3 separate regions of the Sus scrofa genome follow, and all the other regions are linked to region 1. The links are chromatin contacts, called in public Hi-C maps. All regions are on one chromosome and are shown on one strand. Each heading gives the region's core, a stretch centred on a gene start, on an enhancer-like site or on the middle of the called end of the contact. The rest is flanking DNA. Distances are from core to core; before and after follow the strand shown.

The links. Hi-C and Micro-C count contacts between places; a contact is called where the count stands out from the background.
Region 2: a contact with region 1 is called in a Hi-C map of brain, with 6 times the contacts expected there. The contact joins the enhancer-like site here to the promoter of TUBA1A in region 1. A contact is called at or near these places in 8 of 47 Hi-C or Micro-C datasets (brain, embryonic fibroblasts, fetal skeletal muscle and 3 more) and 2 of 2 datasets of contacts at active chromatin or transcription factors (alveolar macrophages and skeletal muscle).
Region 3: a Hi-C map of epiblast stem cells shows a contact between it and region 1, with 2.1 times the contacts expected there. The contact joins the promoter of LMBR1L here to the promoter of TUBA1A in region 1. A contact is called at or near these places in 3 of 47 Hi-C or Micro-C datasets (epiblast stem cells, heart right ventricle and skeletal muscle) and 2 of 2 datasets of contacts at active chromatin or transcription factors (alveolar macrophages and skeletal muscle).

What each region holds. Positions count from the first base shown.
Region 1 is chr5:15,187,847-15,191,860 of Sscrofa11.1, reverse strand. It overlaps TUBA1A (tubulin alpha 1a), which reads left to right and starts at 1,650. Exons shown (of 4, transcript NM_001315710.1): 1 at 1,650-1,785; 2 at 3,834-4,014. The coding sequence starts at 1,783. The region is part of intron 1 of LOC100127131 (tubulin alpha-1C chain); the gene reads right to left.
Region 2 is chr5:15,235,495-15,239,304 of Sscrofa11.1, reverse strand. It overlaps LOC100127131 (tubulin alpha-1C chain), which reads right to left. Exons shown (of 6, transcript XM_013988248.2): 3 at 1,210-1,352. Among named protein-coding and RNA genes, the nearest start is that of PRPH, 46 kb to the left of the region's middle. Within about 2 kb of position 1,749, at least 51 of the 83 cell types and tissues checked have an H3K27ac peak or open chromatin away from gene starts, as enhancers often do. A contact at or near this core is called in alveolar macrophages, brain, fetal skeletal muscle and 3 more, where this site is marked.
Region 3 is chr5:15,136,053-15,139,759 of Sscrofa11.1, reverse strand. It overlaps LMBR1L (protein LMBR1L), which reads left to right and starts at 2,135. Exons shown (of 16, transcript XM_021091595.1): 1 at 2,135-3,707.

The DNA of each region.
Region 1 (4,014 bases), core at 401-2,900:
ATAATAAATACTATTTTTCCTATAAAATACACAAGAAGTAGATACAATTATTTGTTGTGTCAGGATTCATTTTTTCCTAGAGAACATTACTGCGGCTTATTTGAACAAGTAAAGCAGAGCTATGGCTGGCAGGCTAGAGAAATCCGTGGCCACCATTGTCACACCATAACCTGCACCAGCTGTCTCAAGTCCCTCCCTCCCACGCCCAGCTCTGCCTGCCAGCCCAGCAGGAATGAATGGGCTCTGCAGAGCACTATAAATGGTGCTGCAGACCCTGAAAATCTGTTGCTAAAAAACGAAAGGAAAAATTATCTGCCAAAATATAAATTTTCAACTTCAGTGGCCATAACAAATCTTTTTACTTCTGAAACTTCATTAGCTATGTCAAATGGTACCCGGTCCAGAATTATATTCTGCATAGCACGTCCTTAATGATAATGGAACCTTTCTAAATAGCAAAAGAATGTTACTGCAATCCATTTCCTAGGGGTAAAAGCAAAGTCTTTTGTCCCAAGAGGCAACTGAGCAACCACCAGAAGTCCAGTTGGATAGCAACAGTATTAGGCTGGTTACAGTTCCCACAGTTAGAAATACAATCTTAGAGTGATAAAATTTACCAAATTCACATACGAACCACATAAAAAAGAAACACAGTTATTGAGCTAATATCTACACAGTTGTCTGTGGAAGGAGACGGTATTACAAAATGGTCTTTTTTACATTATACAGCTCTCCTCCTTTTTAATTTGGTGTCTCAGTAACTTTTCTCTTTTCAGAAGACAGAATAATATAACTACATGCACAGGTAGTACTAGCTTCTGAACTCAATTATTTCTCCTTGTATTTTCTCAGTTATATATTAGGAAAGATGATTCATTTTAAGGAACATTATACTACATAAAATATATTACATAGACTTCTGATAAAAGAATATTTCTAAAAGACTAAATATGGTATGTTCATTAGATTTTAATTATCTTCATGTTAGAACTACTTGTGTGCCTCCATATTTAGTATGGTTATTCTTTCCATTTCTGCTTTTGTTTAGCTATTTGGGGGAGAGGTGTAAAGGAAGGTCAGAAAATAAATTACTTGAACCTGAGAAATCATTTTGGATGGCTCTATTATTGAATTCTTTTAAAATTAAAAAAAATCACATTTTCCTAAGCCATTTTAAGCATCATCCTATCTTCTCTTCTAATTTATTCTTAAAGCAATTAGAGATGTTGAATCCTCACCAAATGTAGTTCAGTATACTTTGAGAGAGGTTCTGGGAGTAATTTTGCATTAAATATTTCATCTCAACACAAATTCTGCGATTAAATGTTGTTTAAAATAAACCTCTTAAATTGGTCATTTTAACTGTAGTTTGAGGTTTAGACAATATAAAATCATCCAACTCCTATTCTTTCTCTCCTCCCCCACCCCTTCGCAACCCCACCCCATAATGGATGCTCGCTGACTGTTTTTGCACGGTCTCTTTGTCTGAAGGATGCAAACAGTCTATGGATGCTAGGGAAAAAGGGGTGGGGGAGAGATTACCTCATCCCATGTCTCCTGCACCAATCACCACTCTCCTGCCGTGGCTTCTCTGGGCAGATTGAGGGGTCTGGACCAACAGGAAAAGGCCCCTGCCCATCCCCATGGTGACCGAGTTGTATATAGGGAGCTGCGTCCGCCCATGTGCCGCAGGTTCTCTTACATCGACCGCTTAAGAGTCGCGCTGTAAGAAGCAACAACCTCTCTTCTCCGCCATCTGCTCGGCGCCGCAAAACAGCAACTATGGTAAGAATGTTTTCTCTGGCTCTTTGTGACCGTTGGGTGGGGTCAGCCTCTAAGGATCTACTTGGAAATTCTTAAGCCCTATTTCCTTTACAACTTGTTAGATAAGGATAGCTTTTGGCTTTGTTCGCAAGGTTTAGCTTTGTCTGCTCCAAATCCTTGAGCCCGGCCGCGGCCGAAGCCGCAGTGCGGGTTCAGGAGTCCAGCCAGAATTGCGTCCAGGGCACAGCAGAACGAACAAAGGCGGCGCAGAGGGAGTTTTTGTTATCCGAGCCCTTCCGAGCCTCAAGCAGCCCATCTGCCGGTGATGAAAGGGTCTGGGACAGGGAAGGCGATCTTGGCGTCGCCCGCTCAGCCCTCCTTGTGTGAGCACGGTATTCGTATGCTTAGGAGGGGCCCTTCCTCGCGTTGTTCTCCAGGGGCAGGGAGAGGAGGCGTCGAACCAAAAGACTGGGATCGGTGGGTGTAGCTGGAAAGAAGAGGGGAGAGAAGGACAGGGACAAAGCAGAGCCTCCGGTTAGTGTTAAAAGATCCCTCGCCAGTTCGTCTGCGTTTTAGAAAGATACCCGTATATTAACGGGGAAAATGGTTAGTTTCTGTTGGATCTGGTGGCGGCCGGCGTCAAGGCGGCGCAGGGGCGGAGTTGTTTGTTTCTTGCTTCTCTGGCCTTGGAGCCCCTGGGCGGGGTTCGCCCTCGCTAAGCCTCCTCAGTCAGAAGACTTTTAATAAGCCTTTCATCATTGCAGAGCCGTACGCGTTAAAAGATTTTTTTCATTCACTGTTAAAACTTAAATATTTTTTTTTCTGGAGGAACCAAACCACAATTCACTTGACAGGCCCTTTAACGTTTGGTATGGGGCCGCCCGGTCCTAACTCCTATGTGTCTGTCTCCCGTTCATCGAGGGAGAAAGCAGATTTTGCGAGCCAGGGTGCCCCCAATGCTGAGGACCCAGGGAAACGCCCTTCCCGGCCACCACCCCTACCCCCCCTTTTGTCAGTGAATAGACAATGGAGAGACAAAGGAAGTTGTAGCCTTGAAGGCCATAGGGAAGACACTTCCTATTGAATGTAATGACTACTCTGTGATAGAGAATCTCAGACTGAAAATGTTTTGTTATTTTAAACACGTATTTCATTATCCTTTCATTGGGCGTTTATTCTGTGGTAGCTTCACATGTACTATTTCTAATTTAAGAACTGTACTATTTCTAATTTAAGAACTGTTGTTTTTAAGATATTAATGATTTTTTTCAGTTTTTTGCAGTGGAGAAGATTCTGGAAAAAAAAATTTTTTAAGTAGTGAAAATGTTGCAAAGAAGATCTATACTCTTGTCCAGCTGTCTTTTGTTCTGGTGCATCTTCATTAATTCATTTCAGTTTAGCCATATGGTCCCAGACTGGGTCAGAGGAGGAAAACTGGCAGAATAGCACAATGAGATCATGTAGGCAATTGCTGGAAATAGAGCTTGCTCTGTTAAATAATGTAGCAGACAGTACAGGCTGGCACCAGGCACAGCAAAAGCAGCAATGCAGCAATGCAATGCAGGAGGCAGGCAGTCCTTATTTAGCTTCTAAACAGCTAGAAATGATGGATTCTGCAGAGAGACTGCAAAAGGGTGTGGCTTCTAGCCTCAGCTGCAGTACAGATGTCCATCTTGGAATACCAAGTCCTATTTAGAAGAAACTCTCATCTTTAAAGGGGAAGGAGGCAGTAATATTGATTCCAATTAATTAGTGATTGAGTTTACTTCATTTTACAAAATCTGTGCTTTGAATATTTTTTAAATATGAAAAAACTTCTATTCAAGAATGGCTGTTGGAACAATGGGCTTGCACCATGTGCTAAACAGTGCAACATTATTATTATTCAGACCACACCCATCTGCAGCATTGGTAGCAGGTGCTTTTCTATAATCATTTCTATTGTTTTATGAATATGACCTGAAATAAATTTGAAGAATATTTATTACTAGAAAGTTTTAGAAATATACTGAAAATTGAAAATGCTAGTACAGCCTAATTTTACAATTTTTCTCTTTTCCTTCCCACAGCGTGAGTGCATCTCCATCCACGTTGGCCAAGCTGGTGTCCAGATCGGCAATGCCTGCTGGGAGCTCTACTGCCTGGAACACGGCATCCAGCCCGATGGCCAGATGCCGAGTGACAAGACCATTGGGGGAGGAGATGACTCCTTCAACACCTTCTTCAGTGAGACAGGCGCTGGCAAGCATG
Region 2 (3,810 bases), core at 500-2,999, 47 kb before region 1:
AATGGAAAAAATAAAAATCATTATAAAATAAAAAAAAATTTATTCAAATAAGATAAAATTCTGCTTACTTCCAGTGCCCCAAGCATTTTCAGACTATGGCATTTAACAAAGTTTCCAGTAATGGTGAATTGAGATTTGTGCTCAAGTATGTATATAAATGGGTTTGCAAATGGGTTTAGACTTTTGTGTGGAAAGGGCCCGAAGTCTCCTAAATAGAAAAATCATCAAGTAAATCAGAACTGACTTAAGAGTTTGGAAAATGATAGCAGGGCTTACTGACCTTATATCACACCATGGCCAAAACCACATTTTTAATACCTCCCTACTCCCAGGTTAATTTTATTTCTGTCACCCTCTTCATCCTTTAAAATTCCTTCCATTCAGCAAAATCAGTTCCATTCAAGAGAACAAATACATTGTGACTTCTGTTCCTGATACTTCCCTGTGTGCCTTGATGGAAAATAGAGTTTTAGTTTTCAGCATTGCACCTGCAAACTGTACAGATGTAATGAAATGAGTTAAACCTCCTCTTCCAAAGCTCCAGGTTTTCCTATGAGAACACCCCTATAACATATGCCAGTTCATTTAGGCTGGAGGGCTCCTCAAAACTGAGGCCATTTTTTTTGCGGGGGGGGGGGGATCTTTTTGCCTTTTCTAGGGCCGCTCCTGCGGCATATGGAGGTTCCCAGGCTAGGGGTCTAATCAGAGCTATAGCCACTGGCCTACGCCAGAGCCACAGCAATGTGGGATCCGAGCCACCTCTGCAAGCTACACCACAGCTCACAGCAATGCCATATCCTTAACCCACTGAGGAAGGCCAGGGATTGAACCCTCAATCTCATGGTTCCTAGTCCAATTCATTAACCACTGAGCCATGACAGGAACTCCTGAGGCCATTTCTTGTAGCGGGTCAAGTTAGTTTCTTCTATTTTTTTTTTTTTTTGGCACAGGGAGGTTCCCAGGCTAGGGACCAATTGGAACTGTAGCCGCCGGCCTACTCCACAGCCACAGCAATGCCAGATCCAAGCTGCGACTTCGACCTACACCACAGCTCAAAGCAACGCTGGATCCTTAACCCACTGAGCAAGGCCAGGGAGCGATCCTGCATCCTCATGGATCCCAGTCAGATTCGTTTCCGCTGCGCCACAAAGGGAACTCCAAAAGTTAGTCTCTTTTTAGATAAGTCAACTGCACGTGAATGCTACCTACCTTGGTGGCAGGCCTTCCTTGGGCAGAAGGCCAGACCTTCACCTGCAACCTTCCCCAGCAAGGTCTTGCAGTGTCGCGCCACTTCCAGCAGATGGCGCCGCAGCTGAATTTTCGCGGCCTGTTCTCTAAATCTGCGGAAGAGTCTGAATAAACAGGAAGAGGAGTTTGCTTTTTTGTTTTTTAAGCATTCCATTTTTCAACATATATTGCCTTCTCTGTTAGCTCAGGGGCTCTTTTTATTTGACTAAGTTGAAATGCATTTGAGATATTGTAAAAAAAATCAGTGATTACGCAATCCCAAATACATTTTATTTGATTTTAAGAATTTCCGCTCTTTCAAAGGACTCAAGAAGCAAGCTTTCAAGTAGCATAAATTGTCACAAGAGCACAATGGTTCAAAGATGTTAGTAGACAGTGCTGGGTAAAGAAAGGCGGCCTCAAAAAAAAAAAAAAAAAACAAGCAAGGCGTGGCAGGGGGAGTAGCCTCGCGGGGCCGCAGCGGAAGTGACCTTGGAGGCGGGCGGGGCGGCGGTCGCGGGCGCCCTGGAAACAGGGCCGCCTGCTGGTGAAACGGGGGAAAGCTCGGACCTCGCCAGAGGCTGCGGCTTCGCTCCCCACACCACTTAGTCCCAACAGACATTCTGAACACGTTTGCACTCAAGATGCACGTTACGCCCCCTCCCCAACAAAACTGAAAGTAATGGGCACAACCAGACCAGTCTTTCTGTGGAGAAAAGAAACTTTAGAGGCCTCTTGTGGTTTGGGATACAATGTTTCAAAGTGCTTTTCTGTTGCTAATGTTTCCTAAAGCTAAAGATTGGCTTTGAATTTTATGGTATAATTATTATTTAAAGCAATCATAAAGGAGTGAAAAATATAACCTGATGGAGCTCTTTTTCATTAGCCCATCCTGCTTTAAGTTACTGACAAAAGAGTAAAAGAGGTAACCAGCAGCAAACCGGAAAAAACGGGCAGAGGGTTGAATTTCAAGGTGGTTGTGCTTATCATTTCTCATTACAGCCCCTCATTTTTATTCCAGGGCTGTTGCAGTTCCATTTCTAGAGTCCCTCCTCCTCTCCCCACTTCCTTTTTCTCTTCACTCATTTGACAGGAGCCTCCGCAATCATCTGCCTAGAATACGTCATCGTCATCCACTGGGAGAGAATTGTGGTACCACCTTTCTCCCCCTATGGCTGAAGCCCACAGAAAGAGGATGACGGTTGCGCTTCAGCTCTTGAGCCAGCGCGATTGCTGGAATCGTAACCTGCAAGATGATGCCAAAGCGCAGCTTCCCCCTTTTTATGCTGCATAGAGCTTTATGTTGCCCTTCATTAAGCTGATGCTTTCTCCTACAGAGCCCTGTCCTTCACGATGCCCAAATGATGCACTAATAACCTTCTCATCCCTTCCACTTGCAGATATTCAGTGCATTAAGTGTAAGAATTGCACATCTTTTTTTTTTTTTTTTTTTCTAGTAAGGGAGTGAAGGCCCATAGGTGGACAGTTTCATTAGACCAGTCATGCTGTTTATCAGGTTCCTGTTCTCTGATATGCAAAGCCCCATCTCCCATCAAGGTATATAGTTGCAGGCATTAATTACAGGCTCTGGTTCAAAGCAGACCCTCTCTTTTTGAGCAGTAGTGCCAGAAATTAGGAACCCAACTGGAACAGAAGCTTCCTGAGTATCCTGGAGAAGGAAAGTTGGGCCTGAGTCCTGTACATAACCACTGCAGACTTCACAATCTGGATCCTACCACATGAACACTGAGAGCTCAGTGTTTGGAGGACAAAGAGGAGTAATGGATATATAGTAACTTAGTCAACAGGGACAGGATCCAAGACATGCCTGACATTTATTTATCTGCAGAGAAACAGAAATAAGGAGGGGAATATCTCTCTAAGTGTTACTCCTCCTTCGGGGAGAGGACACATGAACAGGGCAGCTGATAACATTAATATTGTGCAGGCAAGCACACATCTCCACACATCCCCAGGACTGCTGAACCAAGTGTTATTCAACTAATCAGCAGGGCCACAGCTTTGAGCCTCTCCTGCTGCAGTGCTCAGAGGGAGTAGGCTCAGACAAAGCCAAGTGGCTTCTCTGAGGGGGAGGGTGCCTACTTTCTCTTTGTTCCTCCTTGGAAACTGAGCTCTCTCTGAAGTCTCATATACCAGCTGCGTTCACCTCTTGGAGGAGGGTAAAATAAGTTAATTCCCAATAAATATTGGACAGCATATTTTTGGAGCCCTGAACACTGACTGTAAAATGCAAGGTCAAACTCTTTTTAGAATTCTAACAGGCTGTAGGTTTTATCCTGGGTTTCTAGGCAAAAAGTTCAGAAAGGTGCCTCTATCAAATAAAAACTAAAGGGTCACCTTCAGAAAGGGGGAGTAGAGACAGTGTTTTGAATCCTACTTAACCTAATAATAGATGTCCTGTGCCTTACTCTTAAGAATCTCTTCCTCACAGACACATGATTTAATGATCAAATTCCTTTGTCTATTAAGAAATCTCTTCAGCTGTGGAAAGGCTTTCTGAGAAATCACACCTTTTTATACTATAGGTGATTTTTTTCTCATAAGAATTATATAACATAGTTC
Region 3 (3,707 bases), core at 886-3,385, 53 kb after region 1:
TCCCTAGCCTTGCTCAGTGGGTTGAGGATCTGGTGTTGCCATGAACTGTGGGGTAAGTTGCAGATGTGGCATGGATCTGGTGTGGCTGTGGCTGTGGTGTAGGCTGGCTACAGCTCTGATTTGACCCCTAGCCAGGAAACCTCCATATGCTGTGGGTGCAGTCTTAAAAAAGAACAACAACAACAACAAAAAGAGAGAGAGATAGAGAAAAGATATTTGGGTTGAGCCTTGGGAAGTAGACAGGATTTGGACAAAGGGAGATTTGGTAAGCCTAAAAAGAGATTGTGTAGTATCTTTGCACAGAGTTCTAAGTGTTAATTCAGTAAATAGAGAAACTTGCACCAGTGGTAAACATAGGCAATAGAAAGAAAGTTATTGTGCTTCCAATGGATTGTAAACAAGGACTCAAGGACTTGTGCAAATAAACTGGACTGCTGCTGGACTCAAAACTACTTTCTCAAGGGAAGTCTTCCAGACTGTTTCTCTCAGTTTTGAGCTCAAGCTTGTCTTATACGATGCAGGTCTGTGTTCATTTGTTTCTTGATATTGTGCCTCTTAAATTTTATTTCAGTTGTACATTCTGCAGATAATTCGCTAAGCAGAATCTTTGTTAGCCAATTGTTAAAAGAATCAGATATAATTGCCTGTGACGTGGACAGTGTCACAGCCCTTTGTAAACTGTAAAAGACTGTGAATATTATAGATTTGGAAGCAATCTTAAGGGTCTTCTAGTTTTGTAAATGAGATAAAGTATAGCCCAGGATGATAGTGCTAGAAACAGAACCTAGCTTTTTTTTTTTTTTTTTTTTTTTTCATTTTTAGGGACACACCCTGCGGCTTACAGAAGTTCCCAGGCTAAGGGTTATCTTCTTCTTCTTCTTCTTCTTTTTTTTTTGCTTTTTAAGGCCACAACCGCAGCATATGGAGGTTCCTAGGCTAGGAGTCCAGTTGGAACTACAGCTGCTGGCCTATGCCACAGCCACATCAACACAGGATCCGAGCTGCGTCTGCGACCTACACCACAGCTCACAGCAATGCCAAATCCTTAACCCACTGAGTGAGGCCAGGGATCAAACCCGCAACCTCATGGTTCCAGGTCAGATTCGGTTGTAAGAGAAAACAGCAAGTGCAGAACCCCAGGGAAGGAAAGAGCTTGGCAGGGTCCACCAGGAATTTACCAAAGCTCAGGGTGAAGATGGTGCCAAGTTGAAGCAGTAAAGAGGAGCTAGCTCACAGGTCCCAAACTCAAATGCCAAGCTGGGCTGACAATGCAAATAGAAGAACTGGTGAGGTATTAAGTGTTCACCCAAGTGACAGAGGCTGTGGGAGGCTGGAGCACATCCTGCCCAGTCTCCAGAGCCAGAGGTCCTTGTTGTCCAGATCTTCTGAGTTTTTGTTTGTTTGTTTTCTTTCTTTTTTGGCCACCCCATAGCATATGGAGTTCCTGGGCCAGGGATCAGATCTGAGCTGCAGTTGTAACCTATGACAATGCAGCTGTGGTAACACAGGATCCTTGAACCCACTGTGCTGAGCTGGGGACAGAACCTGTATCCTGGCACTATGGAGACTCTGCCAATCCCATGTGCCACAGCAGGAACTCCCAGATCGTCTATTTCTTCCATTTAACACACTGAAATGTGAATGTTTAAGGTGTCATCTCCTGATTTCTTTTTTTTTTAACTGCTGCACTGAACTTATGGAAGTTCCTGACTGGGAACTGCAACTGGGGCCTATGCCACAGCCATGGCAACACTGGATTCTTAACCCATTGAGCAAGGCCAGGGATTGAACCTCCATCCTCATAGAGACAATGTCGGGTCTTTAACCCACTGAGCCACAATGGGAACTCCCATCTCCTGATTTTTTTTTTAATCATAATTATTTTTTGGCTGCACCCCCCCTATGTCACAGTAACATCAGATCCAAGCTGTGTCTGCCACCTACCACATTTCACAGCAACGCCAGATCCTTAATCCACTGATCGATGCCGGGAATAGAACCTGCAACCTCATGGTTCCTAGTTGGATTCGTTTCCACGGCACCATGATGGGAAATCCCCCTCCTGATTTTTAAATATTTGCTCATCCTTGTTAAAAATTCAGTGAGCCAAACAAAACACAGCACATTTGACACAGCCAAGAGGCCAACATTTTATTACCCCTGAGGGCTTTGTAGGCTTACTTTAAGGCAGGTGAATTTTTTTTTTTTTTTTTTTTGTCTTTTTAGGACCACACTGGCTAGGGATTCAATCAGGGCTGTAGCCGCTGGCCTACACCGGAGCCACAGCAACTTGGGATCCAGGCTGAATCTGCAACCCACTACCACAGCTCACGGCAATGCTGGATCCCCAACCCACTGAGCAAGTCCAGGGATTGAACCGAGTCCTCGTGGATGCTAGTCGGGTTCGTTAACTGCTGAGACACGAAGGGAACTCCAAGGCAGGTGAATTTTAAGTGTAAATGGATTGCTTTAGAGGGGTTTTGAGCTGAGACAGATCAAATATATGTGTGTTTTAACAAGATCATTTAAAGTACTTTGAGTTCCTGTTGTGGCTCAGCAGAAACGAATTTGACTAGCATCCACGAGAACGCAGGTTTGATCCCTGGACTCAATCAGTGGGTTAAGGATCTGGCTTGCAGATGGCTTGCAGATGAGGCTCAGATCCCACATTCTTGTGGCTCTGGCGTAGGCCAGCTAAAGGGAAATCAGCTCTTCAGGTCCTCTCATTATCTTGCTACTATCAAAGACAAAGATATATACACACAAATACGTATATATATATACGCATACGTTTTTTTGTTTTGTTTTGCTTTGTTTTTTGCTGTGGTGTATGGCCACTTGATGTGGGATCTCATTCCCAGACCAGGGATTGAACTCAGGCCATAGCAGTGCAGCAGTGAATGTACCAAGTCTCAACCACCAGGCCACCAGGGAATTCCAAAGTTTATGCTTTTTATTTCCCAAGGTTCTACTGCAAATCACTGGGGAAAGAGAAAAGAGATAAAAGTAACTTGCCCAGCAGAAGTTACAAGAGCACAGAATTCAGTTGTTAATTCTGCCCCTGACTCTTGCTCAGATAGTAACGAGACTAACTAGCCTAGGCCTTTAGAATTGCACTCTTAGGAGTTCCCGTTGTGGCTCAGTGGTTAAGGAATCTGACTAGGAACCATGAGGTTGTGTGTTCGATCCCTGGCCTTGCTCCGTGGGTTAAGGATCTGGTGTTGCCATGAGCTATGGTGTAGGTTGCCGACTCGGCTTGGAAACCGCATTGCAGTGGCTCTGATGTAGGCCAGCGGCTACAGCTCTGATTAGACCCCTAGCCTGGGAACCTCCATATGTCACGGGAGCGGCCCAAGAAATGGCAAAAAAGACCAAAAAAATAAAATAATAAAATAAAATAAATTACCATTACTGTATTTCCCTGCAGGAAAAATTGCACTCTTATTCTTCAGTGGGGAGCGTTGTGAACTTAGTCCTTCTTTTGTGTTTCCATGTATTGCCTGCTACCTCCATTTTATTTATTTATTTATTTATTTATTTATTTATTTATTTATTGTCTTTTTGCCATTTTCTTGGGCCGCTCCCACGGCATATTGGGTGGTTCCCAAGCTAGGGGTTGAATTGGAACTGTAGCCTCCGGCCTACACCAGAGCCACAGCAACGCAGGATCCGGGCCGCGGCTGCAACCTACACCACAGCTCACGGCA